3 separate regions of the Gossypium hirsutum genome follow, and regions 1 and 3 are each linked to region 2. The links are chromatin contacts, called in public Hi-C maps. All regions are on one chromosome and are shown on one strand. Each heading gives the region's core, a stretch centred on a gene start, on an enhancer-like site or on the middle of the called end of the contact. The rest is flanking DNA. Distances are from core to core; before and after follow the strand shown. Region 1 has its middle 37 kb from the start of LOC107951314. Region 2 holds the start of LOC121213541. Region 3 holds the start of LOC107951192.

Region 1 (4,375 bases), core at 1,317-3,816, 210 kb before region 2:
TCCATTGAACTAGTAGATCGCGATAGATGTTATGTAACCTCTGGTAGGGCAAGTATAATGCAAACAAGATTGGCAAAGCGTAACAAGGGAAAAAGGAATTAATGTGACAATCTCTAAACATGGACTAGGGTTTGTGGCTAGCGTGAAGGAGGTTGTTTGCATGAATGCATAGGCGTAGTGTATGTGCCAAAGTGAGTCTTACTCTGTTAAAATCTGTGCAAGTTCGGTATTCACCAGTAGGCGTTCTATATGAAGTCAGTCTGTGTGATATCTTCGCCAATGGGAAAAGTGTAAGTCTCACTGAGTTGGGAGGAGTCCCTCTGTATGTGTGACGTATAAACATTCTAATATTACCTTAGAATTCACTAAGTTTTATAAACTTACCCTAAACCCTAAAATCTTAAACCTTAAACCCTAAAACCCTAAACCCAAAGGCTGTAACACACCATTCCTTGATCCGCCTTAAGGATTGGGAATGGGGAGCTACATGTACGTCTCTAAAATTTGATTTTCGGTCTGATTATATAAACATAAAAAAATTATAAAATTAATAATTTTAACAACTTAATAATGAACTTAATTAAAATTTAATAATTTAATAATATTTTCTTACCATTTGTAATTGGACGCCGAAAATGTGTTTGTCTTCCAAATGAATAAGTGGAATTGCCATTATAAAAATCTAATAAATTACGAAATATAAAATTAGAACAACAATAATTTGAAAGAAAGTGAATAAAAAATTGAGAACTAAATAGTTGTGAGAATTGAGAGAATATGATTTAAATGCAAAAGAAATAAAATGACTTAGGTTTATATAGCAAATAAACTAACCGTTTTTACTCGTTTGAAAAAATTTTGCCATTGGATATTTTATTGTTGGGAAAAGATACTGTTGGACGAAAAGGCGTCTAGCAGGACTCGTTTTTAGCTGAGGTGGTAGGAAAGTGCGCCCTATATGTGTATGTTGTTTCTCTCTCCAAAATCAATCTATTTCGTTAAATATGAAAAAAAACCTAAAACCTTAAATATTTTTTAAAATTGACATTTTCTTCTAATTCAATGGACATTATGCTTTACTATTTTAATTTTATAATTTACTTTAAATTTTAAACATTATCAATTTTTCCGGTATTCATTTCATTTTGATCAAGCTAACTTGACAAGAAATTTTTGCTATGAGCGGTTAAAATTGTGATGCCTTATAGAAAAAGAATTTAGGCTTTGGAACTTGGACTATAAAAATCATTATATTAAATTTTGTTATAAAAAATATTTCATATAATTAATTTTTTAAAATTTATTTATTTTGACATTTTTAATTGAATTTTCATATATCATACTTTTTTCATTTTTTGTTTTTTTTTCAAATAATTCATATGAAGATTGTCATATATTCTTAAAAAAGATAACTTATTGTATTGAATTTACTTTATATTTAAAAATACTTTATATTTAAAAATAATTTATAAAAATTCAAGTGGATAATTTTTTGTAGTTGGTTATTTTAGTTATTTATTCATATCGGATTAGATGGTGCAATATTAATTGGATTTCGATATATTTAAATAAAAATAAAATTATTTATTTTTAATTAAGTTTCAATTAATTTAAAATAAAAAATCATAAATAAACGGAATAAATACATTAAAATGGAATTTGAATGAATAAAAGCTAAGTAACCAATAATTTCATGTGATAGCACGATACTATTTTATACCACATGCCATGAATACCAAAGGCACTATAAGAGGCCATTAGTAGAGAATAGGATAGGAAGAGTGTAATATGAATATGATTTGCCATTAGTAGAGGCCGGCGCCAACATTAACCTACTCTAAGGGACCACATTTCCTCTACCACTTAAGCTTCTTACAACTAACTCATGCAAATGTATGGGAATTAAATCTATTTATAGATTTTCATAAACACAGTAAAGAAATGTTTAATATTCCATTTTCCATTTTCCTCTAATTTTCATATTTTATTTATATAGATTATAATTTTTAAAAAAATAAAATGGAAATCTTTTGGTCCATTGTTAGTGGAGTTAGAAAATTTTACTAATAACGGCGAAATATCATTATATGTTTTAAGAGAATCTTAAAAATAAATTAAAATAGACATGTGTCATATACTAAATTCTATTTTTTGCAATGAACAGGATACTAACCCAAAAAATAAATATTATTATAAAAAAATATTTGATGTACTGCTAATGGAGTTTTTAGACTCTACAAGTAGGTTTAAGAAGTTGATAAGTATTTTATAAAGTTATAGTAAAATATTTTTAAAAAATAAATATTTAAAAAAAACACATGAAAATTTCTTAAGACTACTTGTGTTATAGAAAAATACACTACTAATATATCAAATACTAACTCATATTTATAATATATATACTTTTTACTTTAATATTTTATTTTTGTTTAAATAATTTCATCAATTATGTTATGTTTGATTGACTCATTGTCATTTCTATTGGAGACCAAATGGTGGGTCAAAAAGTAAACCCACGTGGTTGGTGGTCTGGCCATGGAAGGGCCTGGTTTCCAGCATAGCAAAGAGTACGAAGCCCACAATTGAAGCAAACTAACAAGGTACCATTTTAGACCACCAGGCCTTCTTCATCATCTTTAATTTCTCTCCTTCCATTTTAAAGCTACTGCAAACTGCAGACAAAATGAAGAAAAAAAAGAAGCTTGAACTTCCATATTTGACTGCTTGTTATACGATCATAAAAAGCTTATTTTCAATATAAATTCTTCCTCTTGAAGCAGATATTTAGATTGAAATTGAATTAACACTAATTCTACCATAGATAAACCTATGAACTACGTTTCAACATGAAATGCCATAAGGGTCACACAAGTGGCCCTTATTTTGCCAGTGCTGGCATCAATTTTCCGTACTCCATTTTGCTTCAAGGTCTCCCTGCATTAAACTGCGTGTAAAGAATTCTACCAAATTTGCGAGTTCGATTTTTTGTATACTAACGATTCCATTTCAACTTCTTTCTCTCAACATGCCTATGCCACAGTCACTCTCAATTATGGTTCTCAATTTGGATAAAAATTTATGCGAATATTTTTCATAATTAAAATAAGTATTATTATTCAAGAGCATTTTAATATTTTTATTTTAAAAAAATTAATAAAAAATGTATAAGGTGAAAGTTGAATTCATATCAATTGTATTAGTAAAACTTTTAACTTATCATTCAAATAAAACTTTATTTTGATATTTTTATATATTGTAATTTTATAATGCACACTTTATTATCTCCATCAATTTTGTATATTAAAAATATATTTAATTGAGTTGATGTCACAAGTTAACTTGATACTGACTCAAAATTGATAACAACACTATGATAAATAATTTAAATAATGTACATATTTCATTTGTTGTTATTAATTAGTTTCAAACAATACATTTCATTATTTCTTTTATATTTTTTTAAACATACATTTATATTCTAAATCTGTAGTTTCCACATGTATACACGTGTGATAAGATTTTTAGTGAAATTAAAAAAAAAATCAATTAACATTCACTGTGATAATTTTCTTAATAAAAAGTTTCTCCATTGATGAAAAATAAACCTTTCAAAATTGTCTACAAATCAACTTAATTCAAAATTTTAAGGTATTATCTAGAAAGGTACCTACTAATTGGATTTGGACATAATTACTTGTAATTGTAGAATGGTGATATATTTGAGTGACCATTGTAATTAGTGGGTCCCGCCAAATTAGGTTTAATTTAAGTACCTAATTACATTTTCCAATTCTTAGGAAGATAGTGAGAATTGGTGTAATTACACCGAAATCCAATTTTTAACAAAATGTTTTTATACAAGTTATAAAAATTATATTATAAACATGAACACGTGTGTGTTTTGGAACGGTTATGGTCAAAAAATTATTATGTTATAAATCTTAAAAAATTATATTATAAAAATATTTTGTGTATTTTATAAAGTTATAATAAAAAATATATTACTTAAATCTTAATGTTTTAGAAGTGTTATAGTATATTTATTATTTATGTGTCAGTGCTATATATATTATAAAAATAATATACTTAATCATAAAAAGAATATGTTATAGTTTTTTTATCATAACTTATTTAAAAAAAATTAAATTTTTGAAGTTATGAAAAAATTATATTATTTATAAGAAGTGTTATGAAAGTTTATAAAACTTTTTTTTTATAAAGATTATATATTATAAATTTATATTATTTTTTACTTAATTTACATATTATAAAATGGGTTATAACACAGTATAATTTTTTCTCCAAATTAATTTTATATAAGTTTTTATATTAAAGTTTATGCTAATTATGCAAATATAAAAAGTTTTCTTACACC
Region 2 (4,547 bases), core at 377-2,876:
GATGAAAAGGAGGAAATGGCACAACTTTAAGGTAATGTTTTGTAAGTATTGAGAATGTGTTTGTTTGGATGTTTATTTTGTGGTACCAATGAGGGTATATTGGTTAGGCATTGAAGTTTATTGCTGTTGGTGTATTATGGTGTGTTTAATGCAAATTTGAATAGGAAAAATGGTTAGAATTGGTTGGTCTTGGTGTTTAAGAAAGGGTTGATGAATTGGCTTGCATTAGGGGTCATTTTGGAAGCACACGGCCTAGGACACGGGCTATCATACAGCCGTGTGCCATATACGGTCTCCCTACATAGCCGTGTGTCATTTTAATTTTAAGTGCAGGTTGATCCACACGTTCTCAAAGAGTAACACGGCCATGTGACCTTATTTCGAATATATACACGGGCAGACACACGAGCTAGAACATGGTCGTGTGTCCCATATTTCAAATTGTACACGATTAGCCACACAGCCATGTTTCTAAGCCACATGGCCTGGGCTTTATCACACAGCCGTGTGACCTCTATTTCTAAAATTTTCATATTTTTCTAAAATTTTATGTTTCATTTCAAATTAGTCCCTGATTGTTCCCAAACTATTTTAAAGGCCCCGTAGGCTTGGTTTAAGGCCCTAAAGGTATTTATGCTATCAATGAATATTGAAATTTAATGTTAATATTTTAAATTGATTATTATTCTATGTGATGTTAATTGTTCAATTGTACTGTAATACTCTATAACCTTAACTTGACATTGAGGAGTTTTTTCACGTAATATTTACGTGTTCGATATTTTCGATTCTTATTTTCTTTATTTTATTTGTTGTTTAATTGGGTTTATCCTCTATAGAAGAAGAGTTTGAGAAAAAACTGATTGATCGATTTGTGAATAGGGGCGTAGCCAGGGGGCTGGCATGGGCCCCGGCCCCCCCTGAAATGGAAAATTTCATTTTAGGCCCTTGAATTTTTTTAAAAATTTTAAATTAGTAAAAGTAAAATTGCACTTTGAGCCCCCCTAAATTTATAAAAATTTAATTTAATCATTTATAAATTATAAAAATATAAACTATAAAAAATTAAAATTTTATCCGGCCTCTCTAAAAAAATTTTCTGACTTCGCCCCTATTTGTGAAACTGAATATAAGTGAAAGCTATAATATTCAAGAGGTTGTTGATGCAAGGGGTCCTTAGGGATGGTTATGGTAATTGGTTTGGTGGCTTCCAAGCATTTCATGGAAAATATTGTATTGATTTTGTCGAGCTTTGGGGACTCTACCAAGGGCAACAAATGGCTCAGATTAAAAGGTATAGATATGTGGGTGTCGAAATTGATTATTTGACATCTGTCACCATGATCAATTATGATGTTGGTGTTATGCATCCATTGTACTGTCTTGTATCAATTGTGAGGGACTTGATGCGACGTGAATGCAGACTTGATTTGCGTTTTACTCCTCAATAAAGAAATTTTGTGGCGAACTAAGGCGAACTTGAGGATCATGGAAAAACTACTACAATTCTTTGGTCAACCCTTGCAAGGGGTCATTCATTTGTTAAAGGGGCTAATTTTTTATTTTTTTTAGAATTGTTAATATTGCATAAGTTGTGCATGTGTTACATAATGATGTAATGGACCGAGCATTTCCCAGACTAGTTGCTCCTCTCATAAAAAAATCATTTTTTAAATACCATTATTTTAAATTTAAAAGGATTAAATTGAATTACTTTTCAAACGATGGTGCGACTATAAAAGCAAAAGAAAGACATCGCGCGGACTGTTGAAGAAGTGGTCAAAGCGGCGGAGTAAATAGACAGAGATGGCAGTTCGAACATTGACAGGCAGTGGTAGTGAGGGAACCTTCCGCTCGTATAAAACTGAAACCTTGGAGGCTGCCTTCAAACTTTCAGATCATCAGTTTCTTTCTTCATTTTGTTCTTAGCTAAAGGAAATGACTTGAAGAAAACAGTGTCCGCCGCAAATGGAGGGTATAGATGGTGCTGAAGGAGAGGAGATTGAGGCCCAAAGCCAGAAACAGAAAACTCAAGCTGAGAAGCAGAGACATAATGCGAGCTGTAGATGGTCTCGACTAAAAAAGAAAGTACAGTAATTAATTAACCCATCATCGGTTTCTTTTTTCCCTTATTTTATTTATCTCTTTAATCAGTTAAATAATTAATCTTTGTTTCGTATCTTTTATAACTAAAGATGATGCATTTGGAACGAGACCAAGAGTTCTTAAAATTGCAAGCTAATCACAAAAGGACCAAAATGGAGCTGGAGTACCAAGCTAAAAAGGGAATCGAGTACCATGGAAAGCTCCAATCTTTGAAAGATGATAACCAAATACTAAGGACAGACCTTCACACCATGGTCCACACCCGTTCTTCTCTCTTTTTACACTAATATGGTTTCATTACAGTAATAAAAATTAGCTTAAACAATCATAAATTAGTTTGGATCATATGGTTGGTCTTGGATATACTATATCTAAGGATTATTTTTTATCATGGAAACCTTCAAATCTCCTAAAACTTCCTAAATTACTAGGAAGAGTAATGAATTGTGCTTTTCCCATAAGCATAATAAAACCCATTTTGCTGTTATGATAATTTTTTTTTCAGAAAGTAGAGTTGGAAAGGACGAGGCAAATCTCCGTTGCATTGATGGCCTTCTATGTACGAAAATTTGTTTAGTATTAACTGTTTCTCTGTCGCTTATAATTTTTGTTAACAATCTGTTTTTGATAAATCCATGGTGTTTTTTTATTCAGATGAATAATACATTTCTCTTCGATTGCAGAGGCATAACTTTACTTCTTTTGACCGGGCATTCTAATTACGTTGTTTATAATAATTTTCGATTATCCCATCTTCTATTGAGTGTTGAACTCAATTCTTTATTGTAGGCCATAGATAGTTTGCGTCGCAAAATTATGCGGGATGTGGTCAAGTTTCAAGAGCTTCTGGAACTGGTTTATAGAATGTTATTGGATTGGTGGGATCAGTACCGGTTCCAACAATCACCTTTCAACCTTCCATGGTTGATTTTGATCAGAAAATGAGCCACGCCTTGATTACATTGCTCAGTGTTTGTATTAATAGACTTGTAACATGTTCGCAGACCAAGACAACACCAGTATAACTGCCTTTACTGCTACTGGTCCCGCATATACTGGTAATCATGTTGGTTCCTCTGCTGCAGGTTTGCGCTCATCAGCATATATTTCGGTTCATCTCATTTACTTCTCACTCTTTTCCCCCAACAATTGGCATAGGATTTACATGTGTTTTATGGTATTAAAGTTTTTTTTTTTTTTTTTGGGTTTTGTGTAGGTGAATTTTACTCTTGATTATAAGGTCTTTTCATGTCTTTCTAAATTTACTTGTTAATTTAGGAGATTGTGAAGAACTGAGCGAATTCTTCAAATAATTTCATTAACTTAGCTTGTAATACCTCAGCTTTACAAAGACTGTAACTGAAAACTACGCTAACTTGCTAAACTAACTACTATTAACAACCTTTAACTGGAATTGTAGTTTTGATTAATTCTGCTGCTGGCTCTTCCTTGGGTGCAAATCATAACTTGGCTAAGTATGGTGTCATGAACAATCACTATAACCTTTGCCACAGAGACTTTACTGCTGGCTCCTTGGGTGCAAATCATAACTTGGTTGAGTATAGTGTCATGAACAATCACAATAACCTTTGCAACAGAGACTTTACTGCTTGTAATAAATTGAGTATTTTGCAAATATTACTTTGGTTTATCTTGTTTATTGTATTTTCTTTAATTACCCCCTCCACTGGGCAAAGAAATTACATGTCTTTCTATTTTTGGGGGTCTTTTATGTTGGTTAATTTCAGTCTCGATTACAAGTCAAGGTAATCATCATATTGGTTCATCTTGTTTTGTGATTCTTTTTTGATTCCTCCTTCCAATTGGCAACAAAATTTCATGTTTTTTTCATTGTACAAGAACCAAAAAAAAAAAAATTGCTTCTTTGTTAGTTAATTTTACCCCTAAAATTACTTTCCCTGCTTTATTTTTTTGGTTAACAATTTAGGAGTTCCGACTATTACTGGCTCCTCGCCGGGTGCAAATCCTACTTTGGTGTTTGGTTCCACAAATAATAATGAGAAAGATGGTGATCTTTTCAGCTTTGTTAAATTCCATCATCAGAATTAGTTTGGAGATGGTCTTCATAAGACTCCATAGAAGCACAACATTAATCCATCTTAGGTCTCATCTACGTGTTGTCTGAGATTATCCGGCCATGTTTCCTTCTATTGCTAGTTGCTGCGCTTTTATGTTGATGGTGTATTTTGATTGATCTCAAGTTTGTTTATGTTGCAAGAGAGGCTTGATTACTCAATTACCAATTTATCAAATGTACTATCAAGTAATCTTCGTCTTGATGACTGAGTCGACATTGACTTGCATGATCATCGATTTTCATTGCATCAGAACATATTTTGTTCAGGTCAAACTCGATTTGATTTGAGTTTGCATGGTATAGGGGTTAAAAGGAATAGGAAATCGGAAAAAGAATGTGACCT
Region 3 (4,378 bases), core at 1,530-4,029, 170 kb after region 2:
AGTTGGATTTAAGAAATAGAAGTTGGAGGAGAGAGAAAAATCAAGTTAAAGATTAAAATCAATGGGACAAGGTAAGAATTTTAAGGTTTCAATATATTTTAAGTAAAGTTTCTCATGTAAGGTAATATCAAAACCATGAAAATGATGTTAAGGTAGAGTTTTATTATATAAGGATCTATGTTCTTGATATATTAGTGAAGGGAAATGAGAGAATAATGGGAAATATGGTAGAGAATGGAAATAAGAGTGTTATAAACTTGGTAATCAATATATTGCACTAAAGTAGTTTTGGACAGCAACAATAGGCTAACTTTTAAAAATCACAAAAATGGTATAAATTTAATTAGAAGCTAAGTGAGATATGGAATTAAAGCTTATTGAGTCTATTTTCATATACAAGAAATAGAGAAAGTAAAGGAATTCTGTATTCTGATATATTTATATTTTTGTGAGACTGGTTCAGAATGATTTAGAGATCCCCTATTCTGACTTTAAAAAATCATTAAAAATTATAAAAAAATAATTTTGGGACATAATTTACATGGTTAGATTCCTTAATTAGTTTATTTTTATAAGAAACAAATGATAACATCATTTAAAGAGATAATTAAAATTTAGTGAAGAGTGGTCAGAACTGTCAAATAGCAAAACAGGGGATAATTTAATGAATAAACTGTACTAATTGGCTAAACCAAAAATTATAAAAATTTTATGGTAAGAATAAATGTGAGTCTAATTTCAGGTAAAATTAACGGATCTTAATTTGGAGTTCTGTAGCTCAAGATATAGATAATTTAGTGACTATGACTCAAATGGACAGCTTTGAATATACATATAAGTAAATAGTGAAATTATAGATAATGTTACTTATAAGCATATTATATAAATTAAGGATGTGGAATGGAGAGGAGGAGGAGAAAAATATGTATGAATATTCAACTAGCATAACTAATTTGCATGTTTTAGGCTCAGGGACTAAATTAAATAAAAGTAAAACTTTATGAATAATTTTGTAAAAATGTTAGAAATGATCAATTTGCATGAAGCGGATTATTTTATTATTTAAAATTACAAAATTGAATAAAATTATTAATTTAGTTCAAGATCGGGAAAAAACATGTTTTAAGGATTAAATTGAAAAGTGTTGAAATTATGAAAAATTCTGATAATTTATAAAATATATGGGTTGTTATCAATTTGTATGAGAATAACGACTGGAAATAAAGATTAAATTGTAATAATTTTATTTTTAAATGCATGAAATATCGATATAATGATTTACCTTATTTATGTTTTTGAAGAAATGACTAAAGAATGATATTTATCATGATATGTCAATATGTGATTATTTTTGATATGTTGATACAAGGAAATTAAGTATATTGAGACAAGTAATAAATTCAAGTAAAACATGTCGAGAAAAATAAGTATGTTTAAGGCACAATATGATTGATTTTAATTTGTTCAAATATGAACGTTAGATGAAATAAAATATCTAATAAATAAATCGGTAACTCCGGTAATGCTCCGTAACTTTATTCCGGTGACGAATTCGGGTTAGGGGCGTTACAGATGAAGTTGATTGTCATCTTTGTAAGGAAGCTCCAGAAGATACTAATCATCTTCTGTGGTCCTATGGTATACTACAGAGTGTCTGGGCGTCCCTTCAAATCAGAATTGCTCCAATCGATAGCACTTTAAACTGCAAAAATCATTTTGTTAATACTTTCTTTGTAGCAGATGAACAGAATAAACAACTTATTGCAATTTTCCTATGGGCTCTATGGTACAGAAGAAATAAGTTGATTCATGAAGGTGTTAAATTTTCTTTGCAGGATCTGTTAGGTTTCATTCGAGGCTATGGTCAAGAAATAAGTCTATGCCAAGAGCTGGGAGTTTCTTGTAGATCTCTTCCGAAAGAATTTTGGAGTCCTCCAGATTTGGGTTTTATCAAATTAAATTTTAACACAACCTTTCAAAGTGACTCTAGAACTTTTACAACAACAATTTTGGCTAGAGGTTCTAAAGGAGAAATTGTAGGAGCAGAAACTTATCTATTTGAGGACGTTGTCGACGCGTTCGTGGCTGAAGCAAGGGCATGTGAAAGGGCTTTGCTCTTTGCTTTTAGAATGGGTTTCCGGTGCTTGGTTGTGGAAAGGGATTCTCTAACGGTCATAAAAAAAAACTTAAGATAAAGGAAGAAGATAAATCGATTCTTAGATCTATTATTCATCATATTCGTAATTTGGAAAATTGCTTTGAAGAAGTTAGTTACCTTTTTGTTCCCCGACTGGTCAATAGAGCGGCCCATACTTTGGCAATCGAAGGAAGGAGAAGACAAAGTTCTAGTATTTGGGTTGACGGGGTTCCGGTTTCAGTAAAGATGATAGTGGAAAATGATTGGATGGTTTGGACACAGAGACACCAAAGTTCATTGTAGATTGCTTTAATTGTGGAGAAGGTTCTCTGAATCTCCATGGCTGGACTCAAAGCTTTTGGGTTTCCTTTTACTCATCTCTAGATCGTCTTTTAACGTAGGAGGAGGAAGTTGTTTCGGCTGGTATTCTGATTGTGAACTGTCTTGGTTTTGGTTTAGGGTGGTTTTGGATCACTTGCATTTATGGTTTTGTTTTTCCAGTGTGCGGTTTTTAGTTGTTTTTGGCCGTTTGGCCTGCTGCTGTGTTGTCTTTTCATTTTGTTTTTTGCTGTAAACTTTTGCCTACCCACCTTGAGTCGTGTGCTTAATAAATATCAGTCATTTCTACTAAAAAAAACTATAAATTTTTTATTTGTCTCATATTTTTTTAATTATTAATGTTTTATATATTTTTATTATTAAAAAATAAAATGATTAAAAAATCAGAGTCAAGAGAAAAAAATTGAATATTCAAACAAAAAAATTAAAAGAATAAACTAAATATTACATAAAAAAAACTAAAGTATTTAGTTTGTAAAAATTCAAATTAAATTTTAAATATATAATGATTTATTTGGTCCTCCAACTTAAAAAAAAATCCTTTCATTTATTTATTTTTACCTTTTTAACCTTTAAACTTGAGTTTTTTTGTTAAATTACCTCTAAATGAAAAGAAATGTTAATGTTTTTTTAACCTTATTGACATGACATCCACATGTATGAAATATCAGTATTTAATTATTTTTTAAATTTAAAAATTTTAAAATTATAACAACTATTTAAAAAAATAAAAAATTAATAAAAACTATAAACAAAAATATTTTTAAAAATTAATTAAATGTTGACGGGTCATTTATGTGGTAATCTACGTATATCATGTCATCAAAGTTAATAAACATTAACTTTTTTACTCATTTTAAAATGATTTAACAAAAAATATAAGCTCAAAAGTTAAAAAAAGAAAAAATTAAATGTAGAGTTAAAGTAAAATTTTTTTATAAAGTTGGAAGGCTAAAAAAATTCAATTATAAAAGGAAAGCAACCAAAATTTAATTTCTTAAATTTGAATATAGAAAAATTTGAAAATAAAGTCAAACAAAATCATAAATTTCACCCAAAATTATAGCACAGTCCCACAGGCAAATAAAATCATTTAAGAAAATAAAAAATGTAGAATTTAAAATATTTATTGAAGTTTGTTTAGGTAATGTAAGACCACAAAAATAAATGATGTATCATGCGATAATGTGTAATTTGAAGGTTAAATTAATAAAAATATCATAGATAAGACAAAACGGTGATGAATAGTCATGTTTAATTCAAATCTATTTGGACCTCACAAATTTTAATGAAACTCAATAACACTTTAAATATATTTTCTATTTTCTATTTTTATGCATAAACTGAATTTATTAAATTAGTTAATGAATTCATTTTTAAATGCCATAATTTAAATTTAAAATAATTATTTTGATTTGCTAAGTAAATATTAGCGATGTCGCTATTCTTGTAGTAATTTAAAAAAAATTAAGTTTTAATTTAATTAATATTTTTATTATTATAATATTCAAAAGAATATTGATTGGAATGTGCTATTATTTTAATTCAAGAGTTGAGTGAAAATATTCACCTAAGAAATTTATAAAAAAATTATTTTAAAAATTAAATGTGAAACTTATGATGTCATCTATTCACATTTCATAATCTCCTCATGTCTCTCTCTCTATATATAATATTTTTAGATTTATCAAAATACAAAATGACATAAATGTTATTAAAATAATGTTTTTTATTTTATAAAATAAACGAGTTTTTGATAATTTTTTAATTGGGTTGGAATCTAATTTAAAGGTGATACTAACTTAATCATTTCAGTTAATATATATTATTTTATGCTATTATTTTTAATTTTAATAAATATTAAAGTTTTATTAATTCAATTGTCATGAGTTTAAATTTTAT

What was found. A called contact is a pair of places that touch in the nucleus more often than the background predicts.
Region 1: a Hi-C map of leaf shows a contact between it and region 2, with 3 times the contacts expected there. The contact joins the enhancer-like site here to the promoter of LOC121213541 in region 2. A contact is called at or near these places in 2 of 34 Hi-C or Micro-C datasets (both in leaf).
Region 3: a Hi-C map of callus shows a contact between it and region 2, with 4 times the contacts expected there. The contact joins the promoter of LOC107951192 here to the promoter of LOC121213541 in region 2. A contact is called at or near these places in 2 of 34 Hi-C or Micro-C datasets (callus and leaf).

Annotation. Positions count from the first base shown.
Region 1 is chrA02:43,749,617-43,753,991 of Gossypium_hirsutum_v2.1, reverse strand. No RefSeq gene overlaps it. Among protein-coding and RNA genes, the nearest start is that of LOC107951314, 37 kb to the right of the region's middle. Within about 2 kb of position 2,566, at least 5 of the 9 cell types and tissues checked have an H3K27ac peak or open chromatin away from gene starts, as enhancers often do. A contact at or near this core is called in leaf, where this site is marked.
Region 2 is chrA02:43,541,608-43,546,154 of Gossypium_hirsutum_v2.1, reverse strand. It overlaps LOC121213541, which reads left to right and starts at 1,626. Exons shown (of 3, transcript XM_041086331.1): 1 at 1,626-2,088; 2 at 2,196-2,360; 3 at 2,896-4,433. The coding sequence starts at 1,969. The coding sequence ends at 3,051.
Region 3 is chrA02:43,371,826-43,376,203 of Gossypium_hirsutum_v2.1, reverse strand. LOC107951192 reads right to left here and starts at 2,779. Exons shown (of 2, transcript XR_005908964.1): 1 at 2,276-2,779; 2 at 1,516-2,185.